Regions from separate parts of the Rattus norvegicus genome. Here region 2 is linked to region 1. Evidence: chromatin contacts called from public HiChIP or PLAC-seq data. All regions are on one chromosome and are shown on one strand. The core of a region is the stretch at or near the end of the contact, and the rest is flanking DNA. Distances in the headings are between cores, read along the strand shown.

The links. HiChIP or PLAC-seq counts read pairs in DNA pulled down with a chosen protein or histone mark.
Region 2: an H3K27ac HiChIP or PLAC-seq map of oligodendrocytes shows a contact between it and region 1, with 9 times the contacts expected there. The contact joins the enhancer-like site here to the promoter of Aven in region 1. A contact is called at or near these places in 6 of 12 Hi-C or Micro-C datasets (the A7r5 cell line, Schwann cells, frontal cortex and 3 more) and 1 of 1 datasets of contacts at active chromatin or transcription factors (oligodendrocytes).

What each region holds. Positions count from the first base shown.
Region 1 is chr3:119,750,687-119,756,098 of GRCr8, reverse strand. Aven (apoptosis and caspase activation inhibitor) reads right to left here and starts at 2,689. Exons shown (of 6, transcript NM_001399518.1): 1 at 2,405-2,689. The coding sequence starts at 2,635. All of the region lies in intron 1 of Chrm5 (cholinergic receptor, muscarinic 5), which reads left to right.
Region 2 is chr3:120,018,043-120,023,454 of GRCr8, reverse strand. It overlaps Ryr3 (ryanodine receptor 3), which reads left to right. Exons shown (of 104, transcript XM_063284955.1): 48 at 1,596-1,765; 49 at 4,654-4,874. Among named protein-coding and RNA genes, the nearest start is that of Chrm5, 230 kb to the right of the region's middle. Within about 2 kb of position 3,399, at least 4 of the 93 cell types and tissues checked have an H3K27ac peak or open chromatin away from gene starts, as enhancers often do.

The sequences.
Region 1 (5,412 bases), core at 1,440-3,939:
GTTGTTTGGGCTGTTTAGGTCAGATCCAAGGAAAGCTTTGCCCAAAGCAATGTTCTGAAGTGTTTTCCTAATACTTTTTCCTGATAGTTTCAGGTTTCATATTTATTCTGATTTATTTGAAGTTGATTTTGTAATAGTTTATTTCTTTGGGGTACAGACACGTGCCTGTACCCCTGGGGTTTTCCATTCTGTTCTACCAGCTCCACACTTGTTCGTCTTTGGTGGCAGGACTGAACACAGGGTGGCATGCATATTGGTAAATCACATTTCAACCACATGCTTTAAAAAAAAAAACCAGGATTGCATGGCTTAGCCCATTAGATGCTCTTTGTAGTGTTCTGACGAACTGTTCAACCAGCAAAAGATGATCCTGTAGAATATATACTACTCAAATACAAAAGGCAGCAAGGATCTGATTAAAACAGGTTGAATAACCTGAAGGGATGTGTCTCCCAAGAGGATACCTAAATGGCCAGTAAATATATGAGAAGGAATTTCAGTGTCACTACTCATCAAAATCACGAGAACAAGCTAGTCACCTGAAAGTATCTAGAAACTTCTAAATAAATGGAAAACAACAAACACAATAAGGACCACCTTTAATCCCAACACAGGAGGCAAAAGCAGGCAGATCTCTGAGTTCAAAGCCTGCCTGGTCTACAGAGTGAATTTCCAGGGTAGCCAAAGCTACATACTGAGATCCTGTCTAAAAAATAAAAAATAAATAAAAACCAGCCCACAACAAAACAACAACAAAAATGCAGTTAAAAAAAAAAACCAGCACTCCTGTAATGCAAGCACCTGGGAGATCACTGCAGGATGAGTTTTGAACTTGAGTTCCAGGCTGAACAGCGTAAGATTATGTCTCAGCAAACAAACGGTTAAATGAATAAAATAAACCCAGATGTGGTGAAGGAGACAGACGTGCCATCCCATACCTTAGAAGTGGAGGCGGGAAGATATTGAGTTAAGGCAAGTGTGGGTTACATAGTGAGACCCTATCTACAGGACAAGGAGAAAGAGGATGAAGAATTTGAAAAATAAAAAGGGCTAACAAAAATGCAGAGACAGGAACTGTCATGTGCTGTGGTGACATCAATTGGTAGAGCATTACAAAGAGCAGTATGGCTTTTCTTAAAAATGAAAACTATAACCACCAGTAAGGATTCCACAATCCTATTACTAGGTATATGTTCAAAGGAACTGGAGTCAAACATTTGCATTCTTGTGCTTCTTTACATGAATGTGTGTGTGCATGGGAGCATATGCCAAGAGTGCAAATACCTTTAGAGAGGACTCAGAGCGGTTTGCTGCTATTCTGGAAAACACAACTGCCTGAAATGTGGGCTCAAAGGATCTGATGCCTTCTGGCCTTTGCTGGCACTGCACTTATGTACACACACACACACACACACACACACACACACACACACACACACACAAACACACATGTGCCCGTGCATGGGCACAGAGAAACTAATATATTTCTAAAAAAAGATACTAAGCAAATTCTTGCATTTTGTGAAGTTAACCATTGCACTAAGGGTAATATCACACTGCGGTAAAAGTGACTGGCCTGATAATTTGCTTATCAAACTCAGTAAGCTCAGGGCTCATATCACCCATCTTTAAAAGGAATGATTTCAGGGCTTCTTAGATCCAGAGTAAGTTACTTTGGAGGAGTACACACATCTAGAAGTTGTTTCCATTTGCAGTCTAGTCGTCCAGAGGGAAAGCAAGATGTGCACTGTGTGGAATCCTGCAGCTGGACAATGGTCACTACAGAGCTGGAACTCTATTGACTGTCTGCTTCCAGAGCACGGCAGTCAATCCTGACACCACTGTGCCCAACCATAAGCACAGAGAGGCCTCGTGAAGTCAGTCAGTCTCTCCTCATCTAATCCTTAAGTACCCAGAATGGTATTCTCAGCGAGACTAATTGCAAATCTGAAGAGTGGGAAGAATCTTAGCGATCATTAATCCAAACCAAAATGAAGACATAATCTTCCCCTATGTCCCTCCAACCGGACGTGGGTGACAACAGACACCGTTACCTAGGCAATGTGGGATGGGTATAAAGGAAACAGAAGACAGAGGAACACTTCTAGGAGTAAATCTGTTTGGGTTAGCGCATTCAGATAGACATCGCTCGCCAGGAAGTTAACTTCAGTGACAGTGCGCCGGGCTGAAGCCTGGACACCAGGTGTCGCCGTTAGTCTCCATCAGGCTATGGGACTCCGGTACCAACAAAACCCAAGGCTGATCGCCTAGTCCTTGGGCCACAAGCAGCCAGGGGCTGCGCGTGCACCGTCCACGCGCGCCCCCCGGCTCCATCCCGCGCAGGCGCTGTGGTTTCACGCGCCCTGCACGCCGGCTAGCGGCCGCAGCAACCCGCACCCCTTACCCGCGTGCTGGCTCCACCGCCCCGGCCTCCAGGTTCCCGGCGGCCGCCTCGCGGGGCGCCACCTCCTCGGCCTCGGCGGAAGCCCCGGCCTCGGCCCCGCCGGCCGCCTCCGTCCCCGCAGCCTCCTCTCGCCAGCGCCGTCGCGGCCCCGGCCGGCCCTCGGTCCCCTCCGGGCCGCTCCCGGCCTCCCCGCCGCCCGCGGCCGCCTCGAGCCCCTCTCTCAGCCTGCATGAGGCCGCCGGCGAGCAGAGCACGCGAGCCGCGGCGGAGAGCGCAGGCCCCACCGGAAGCGGCCGAGCGCCAGCCGCGGTGATCAGGGCGCGGGGCCCGGCCGGGGCGGGGACCACATAAGTGATCTGTAATAAAAGGATACCTTAAAATCACTTTGTGTGATAGTTCTTAATTCATACGAGTGTTTAAATGACGCAAAACCCAAGATGTCCAATGAGTTTAGTTAACATCTTAACTTGAAAAAGATAAGCCATTTTAAAGTCAGGATTTAGGAAGGAGGTGTGGGTTGAAGATGAGTCCCACATCACAGTTGTGGACAGTGGCTCAAGTGGATGGAGGGTCCAGTAGGAAAGGGAAAAGATGCTTGAAAATCTTGAAGAGAACTTGTAAATGTAGTTGCTGTAACGTACATTTACTGAGCCCTTGGTTCTCATAGGTACTCTTGTTACCCTTATTTTGCTAGAGAGCTTAACTTTGGCTAGACGGTGTCCAAAGACAAGGGTAGCAGGAAAGATGTTGGTCAAGTCCAGGAAGAGCTGGTCACTGCTGTCCAGGGGACATCTAAGGGTAGGAGTGTGTAGGTCCAGTCTGGGAGGTGTAGAGCACCGATGGGTAACTGCTTTGTAGCTTTCCCGGATGCAGATTCTGAGAGGACACCTGGATGTTATGGGCAAAAGATAAAGTTAAGGAGTTTGGGAGAAAAACTTTTTCTTAGGTGTACATTTGAGACTCTTAGGCCCAAGGTCTTGGGAGTCAAAGGAAGGGTCCCAGGAGCAAGGATAGGGAAATGGATCTCCGCCCCCTCAGGAAAAGGCAGGGAGGGAGGAAAACACGCTGTTTATTGACAATTCTTGTCTTGAGTCTATTTGACTGGGGGAGGCAGATTCAAGTGGATTCCCTGAAGCTCGCACAAAAGAAAACACAAATATTAAATAACTTTTATGGCTTTATAGCTAGTCATTAACAGAATGATTCAAACCTAGGGTCGCCCGGCTTCAAAGTCTCCATGGCTCTTGAGAAAATCTGTAAAAGAGATTTAAGTTTTAGTCAGAGACATAAAAGTTCAGGCCATAGTTGTCAAAGTGTAAAACAGAAATGAGAGCCAAGAAGGCAGCTAGGAAATGGGAAATTTAGGATTTTACATTCAAATGTAAATGAGGAAGTTAGGCTCTGAAGGCAGTGGAGATGTCCGTATGTATTGCTTGAGTGGGCAGATCACGAATGTCATCAATAAGGAGAGAGTTAAGGGTTCAGGAGAACGCATCAGGACAGGTGGCCTGAATCACAATATTTGGACACACACATATATATAAAGCTTTAATCCTAGTCACCCTCACTCCCCTGTCCTGTCTCGTAGCAATAAGTAACATTTTTTTTAATTTATTTATTTATTATGTATGAGAGCATTGTAGCTTGTCTTCAGACACACCAGAAGAGGGCATCAGATCTCATTACAGATGATTGTGAGCCACCATGTAGTTGCTGGGAATTGAACTCAGAACCTCTGGAAGAGCAATCAGTGCTCTTAACCTCTGAGCCACCTCTCCAGCCCAATAAGTAACATTTTAACACTGCTATCTTGCAATTTTGCTATCTCGCTCCCAAAGGGTTAACTTTGTCAGTACACACCATTGTTTATTTTCTTTTTTAAAAAATCATTTCTACATTTTTCTTTTCTTGATGCACGCTATATTTTTATTCTTTCTATTGGTGAGATAGACAGATGGTAGAGTGAGAATCTTTGTATTTACCTGTGAAATTCAGAATGCCAGTGGTACTTAAGATTAATATGTTCTTCCTTATTTTCAGCTCTCAAAATCAGTAGTCCCATCTCATCGTAAGCACCAAGCACAGACCACAAGACCATAAAAATAGTAAAGAGAATCATATTGTTTTGTTTATGCACAAAAAAGGAGCCCCAAGGACTTAGACAGGTAGAATGGGCATTTTTAAGAACACAGTGACAGTCTACCCCCATTCTCTGGGTGACTAGGCTCAAAGTGGCTTGGTACATCATCTTCTTCAAAACTCTGTGTTCAGTGACAAAGTTGGTAGCTTAAAATTTGGCACTGTGGGGATTTTCACAGGATTGAAATTGGCAAATTTCTGCAAAGCAAGACTATACCTAGGGGAGTGAGCAATTTGAGCTTTTAGCCCAGTATAACAAAATGCCATGAAACAGGTAGCTCACAGCGCATCTGTTTTCACAGTTCTGAAGCTGTCAAGTCCCAGAGCAGGGTGTGGGCAAATTACCTGTCTAGTGAGGCTCCTTGTGTTTGTTCCCCAAACTTTTTGTTGTATTCTCACATGGTGGAGGACCGTGACTTGATTATAGTTGGTCTTCCTCCCTCTCTCTAAAACTCTGGGGGTTTGGAGTTTTTTTTAAAGACTAATTTATTATCATATTTATATGAGTACAATGTATCTGTCTTCAGACACAGCAGAAGAAGACATCAGATCCCATTACAGATGGTTGTGAGCCACCATGTGGTTGCTGGGAATTGAACTCAGGACCTCTGGAAGAGCAGTCAGTGCTCTTAACCGCTGAGCCACCTCTCCAGTCCTAAAATTCTGGTTTTACACTTTGGGTTGTTGTTGTTGTTGTTGTTGTTGTTGTTGTTGTTGTTGTTGTTATAGTTTACATTTTTCACTAATAAGAGCTGATGTCAGTAAGTTACAAACAAGCAAATATTTTTGTTTCCTACCGCCAGTTAACAAAAACACATAATGTAGCATCTTCTTTAAGTAAGACTTGATTTTTGCATTTCAACAGGCAT
Region 2 (5,412 bases), core at 2,150-4,649, 270 kb before region 1:
GCTAAACAAAGAATTCACAGCTGAGGAATGCCGAATGGCTGAGAAACACCTAAAGAAATGTTCAACATCTTTAGTCATAAGGGAAATGCAAATCAAAACAACCCTGAGATTTCACCTCACACCAGTGCGATTGGCTAAGATCAAAAACTCAGGTGACAGCAGATGCTGGCGAGGATGTGGAGAAAGAGGAACACTCCTCCATTGTTGGTGGGATTGCAGACTGGTAAAACCATTCTGGAAATCAGTCTGGAGGTTCCTCAGAAAATTGGACATTGAACTGCCTGAGGATCCAGCTATACCTCTCTTGGGCATATACCCAAAAGATGCCTCAACATATAAAAGAGACACGTGCTCCACTATGTTCATCGCAGCCTTATTTATAATAGCCAGAAAATGGAAAGAACCCAGATGCCCTTCAACAGAGGAATGGATACAGAGAATGTGGTACATCTACACAATGGAATATTACTCAGCTATCAAAAACAACGAGTTTATGAAATTCGTAGGCAAATGGTTGGAACTGGAAAATATCATCCTGAGTGAGCTAACCCAATCACAGAAAGACATACATGGTATGCACTCATTGATAAGTGGCTATTGGCCCAAATGCTTGAATTACCCTAGATCCCTAGAACAAACGAAACTCAAGACGGATGATCAAAATGTGAATGCTTCACTCCTTCTTTAAATGAGGAAAAAGAATACCCTTGGCAGGGAAGGGAGAGGCAAAGATTAAAACAGAGACTGAAGGAACACCCATTCAGAGCCTGCCCCACATGTGGCCCATACATATACAGCCACCCAATTAGACAAGATGGATGAAGCAAAGAAGTGCAGACCGACAGGAGCCGGATGTAGATCGCTCCTGAGAGACACAGCCAGAATACAGCAAATACAGAGGCGAATGCCAGCAGCAAACCACTGAACTGAGAATAGGTCCCCTGTTGAAGGAATCAGAGAAAGAACTGGAAGAGCTTGAAGGGGCTCGAGACCCCAAAAGTACAACAATGCCAAGCAACCAGAGCTTCCAGGGACTAAGCCACTACCTAAAGACTATACATGGACTGACCCTGGACTCTGACCCCATAGGTAGCAATGAATATCCTAGTAAGAGCACCAGTGGAAGGGGAAGCCCTGGGTCCTGCTAAGACTGAACCCCCAGTGAACTAGTCTATGGGGGGAGGGCGGCAATGGGGGGAGGGTTGGGAAGGGAACACCCATAAGGAAGGGGAGGGGGGAGGGGGATGTTTGCCCGGAAACCGGGAAAGGGAATAACACTCGAAATGTATATAAGAAATACTCAAGTTAATAAAAAAAAAAAAAAAGAATTTACAGTAAAATTAGAAATTAGTGAACAATGACTGTGAGTTACCTTTTAAAACAATCTACTTCGTGTAAGTTTAAACGTTTAATAACAGACTTGTTCAATAACTGGCTCACAGAGATTTGACAGTTGCTTCTCCTATCCTTGCTTAAGCAGCTTCCTGCTTGGTTCTTACTTCCTGTTGCTCTAACACTCAATGCGCAGTGGACAGACACGTTCTATGCTGCGTTTCAAACTGCAGAAACAGGAAATGACGTGCTCTGTTTTTCAGATGGGTCCGTCAGCGAGCCAGACATGGCGGCCAACTTCTGTCCTGACCACAAAGCACCCATGGTGCTGTTCTTGGACCGTGTTTATGGCATTAAAGATCAAACTTTTCTGCTCCACTTGCTGGAAGTTGGGTTTTTACCCGATTTACGAGCTTCTGCATCTCTAGATACAGTAAGTAGCTAAAATAAAGAGGGTGGAAGGGAATTCCCTCATGGTTAAATTAGTTTCATTGGACATAGGAACAAATATTTTCTACCTCCTGATGATCATAATTTAATATCCTGCTTGAGAATGAGAAAAACAGAGATACTCAAAACTGGAAGATTGTCATGTATTGGCCTAAAAATGTATATGCAGGTAAATCTGGCCTTAATTTTCTGTCCAATCCCTTCAATTGAAGTTTCTCACAATCCAGCCTCCACAGTATCTCAAACCCTGGGGCAATATTTCTTAAGGAAATGGAACAGGTAACCACTATGATATTCATCATAGAATGTTTTCATAGCATCCGTGTTACCCATCAGGCACTAATAGCAATTTTCTGTTATCTAAATCCTGTTTAAACCAGTTATGAGTGTCACCAAAGGTCCCCCAAAAGAATATATATATATGTATATATATATATGTACACACATATATATACACATATGTATATGAATATGGTTCTGTTGCTTATGCAAAAGGTTGGATGGAGGCATTTCAAGCCAGAAATATTCTTCATTCTCACTTATTTTTTCTCATGCACTGACCACCAGGAAGGATAGTCTATAGCCAGAGGTATGGCAGAGGTCAGTACAAGAGGCCAAAGGCAACCACACAGTTGGAAATCAAAGCTGGGATAAAGAAATCCAGCATCCACAGGCATCAAGACAAGAAGTGTCTGACCATAAGATAAGAAATGCCAACTGTCATATCTGTGTCTTGCTGGAAGTGAGAAGTGAGGACACAAGGATCAGCTTAATTCCAAAAAAAAAAACTTATATGCTTATTTGCACTTCGTCTTCTCATGGGTGCCATCTGGTGTCCAGTAGTGAGAATTGCAAGCTTTGGGGTGAGGAGTCAGCTGGCAGAACCCAGATTCCTTAATTCATGGAGACAGGGCATAAAAATGAGGAACAGTCTATCAATGAAGGCGTCAGAGCCATAGGATATTTTTAGATCTTCACCGTGCCCCACCTACCATTACTTTTGCTTGGAGATTTTCTATAAATCTCTAGGTTTTAAAAAACTTTTAAAATTTGTGGACTTCCAAGTTTTCTGATTAAAGTATTTAAATTTTTTTTTGTAATTCAAACAGCAAATTCTATTCCAGCATCTGCTGTTAGATCATATGCTTGCCAGATCATCATCTTACCCCCCCCAAAAAAAAGAGGTTTTTCTGTTCAGTGCCTCATCTGAGAACCGTCAAGCCACAGGAATCGGAGCCTCCCTCATTTTAACTACACTGTCTCCGAAAGTGATAAACGGAAATGGAGCTGTTTTTTCCAGTGTGGTTACCAATGCCTCCAGAAGACAAATTTCTGATAATTAATACCAATACCCAGAAATGTGGAGGGTTCAAAGAGAACAGTTTTTGAAATCATAAGTTGCAGGGAATGTCCGTTCAGAGATAATAGCTGTGATAATTGCAGGAAATAATGACATTATTTTCTCTGTGGGTCTCCAGACTTCTGTTGAGTCCTTGGGTTTTCAACAGTGACGTGAGTCACGCTTTGGCTATATTTAGTGCCACTGAATGGCTCTTCCTTTAATTCAGCTTGTCCGTCTACGTTTACAAAGAGGAACATTGTTAGCAAAGACTCTACCAGGGCTTTAGAAAAGACCCAGATTTCTGTTCCTTTTTTGTGCTCCTCATGGACTGTCGGGTTCCCTTTAGTGAGGTCAACGCTCAGATCATTTATCCGGTTGTGAGCTGCTCATGGTACTGACAAAGTGACTAGTGGGCGTCAGAGATCTACTCTCTCTTTGTAAAGCTGGTGAATTTGAGGGACGTGGCAGTCTATAACCATTTATTAACCTTAAATAAAAGAAGATATGTGAGACTCCTATAAGGTAACAAATACAAGATAAATCCGGAGTGATTGTGCAATAGCTCAGAACCTGGAAATTCAAATACCAAGGATGCTGGGTTAAACGACCCATCAATTGATTGTAGTGAAAGTTTAGTAATCTTCTTTGCGACCATTCACTAAGCAGCCATCTTTATATGCTTGCTTTGTTCTGGGGGTGGGGACTAATCTCTTTTTATTTTCATTTAAATGAGAAACAGTAATGAGTAGGTATACGGGGGAGGGTCCAGGTGAGGAAAGAGTGAAACTCAGTTTAGCCCAATTTAGGTAACCCCGGGCTGGGCCAAGACGTCAAGATGTCTGACCTCAGCTTGTTTATTTGTGTGATATTTAAACATATCACAATTTTGGGGGGGGGAATCATATAGCAATTACTCAGCCCCATGAGTACAGTGACGTTTAAGACATGTTTGCATTGAAGCTCTTTCCAAAGTACATATGGCTTCATCTGTTAGGTGGGTCCTTTTTGCTTTAGAAGCAAATGCTCACGATAAGGGTGGGGAGAGTGACTGAGGTAAATATTGTGCCTGCCAAAGTCAGGATTTGGCCTGGCCCTAAGATAACACAGAAGTCACTTAGGATGTGGTAAAGTACGAATGACAGCTCTCACAAGGATGAGTTTTAAGGCCTACAAGCCATGCTCAAGATTTAAAGGGAAAGGGTCTGGGATAAGTAAAACAAATTCTGGGGGGCGTGGGCTGGGTGTGTCTCATCATATCAAAAAGGACCACCAGGTTGTAAACTACATCCATTCCCAGCATTCAGAAGGAGGACAGGTTAAATATCTCCTTCCAGGATGATAGGATGCCTGTGTGTTTTTCTCCCCTGGCTCTGCCAGTACGTACCTGCAAGCACATTGGCTTTTGCCTCTCCTGGTAGGCTGTGACTAGAGCAATGTGTAAGTTTCCCTGACCTTGCATGGAGCTCCATGTGCAGGCTCAATGGGCTGCTTTCTCAGAGGTTAACCGATGCCCCCGTTCCCTTTCTCAGGTGTCCCTCAGCACCACAGAGGCCGCGCTGGCACTGAATAGGTATTTATGTTCGGCTGTGCTCCCGCTCCTTACTAGATGCGCCCCTCTCTTTTCTGGGACAGAGCACTGTACTTCTCTGATCGACTCTACACTGCAGACAATATACAGACTTTCCAAAGGACGGTCCCTCACCAAGGCACAGAGGGACACCATAGAAGAATGTTTGCTAGCCATTTGCAAGTAAGTGTGCCCTCCTGTGGTTTTTACTTGTGCATAAGTATCCTTGCCGAATGCATTTATGTTGTCACGGTTAGGCAGTATGTAATTCTATCATAGAATAATGCATCATGAAACCGGTTGTAAAGTCTGAGGCCACTACTCAGCCTTTGTCACATACCCAGACGACCATTTCTCTTTGAATGTGCTTGGTCACATGATCTGCTGTGTAATTACCTCTCATTACGAGGAAGGGAAGAGTACTTTTCAGGATTTACCCATTCCTGGTGAAAAACTAGGAAAACTGATGTCTTTTGTGCCTGAATTATTTCTATGATGGACTAATTATCTAGTTCTGCAATGAAACCCAGAGAGATTTCTCCACTATCTAAAAGAGATAACTTTTACACAGAAACAAGACTCTACATGTAAATCAAAACAGTCCACCTCCAGGTTTCCCAAGACTTAAGCAAAAGGATCTGGTCACAGTGGGGAAAAAAGACAATAATAGCTTTTGCCAGTGTACACAGATATCAAAAGCAGCAAAGAACCTTGGGAATCT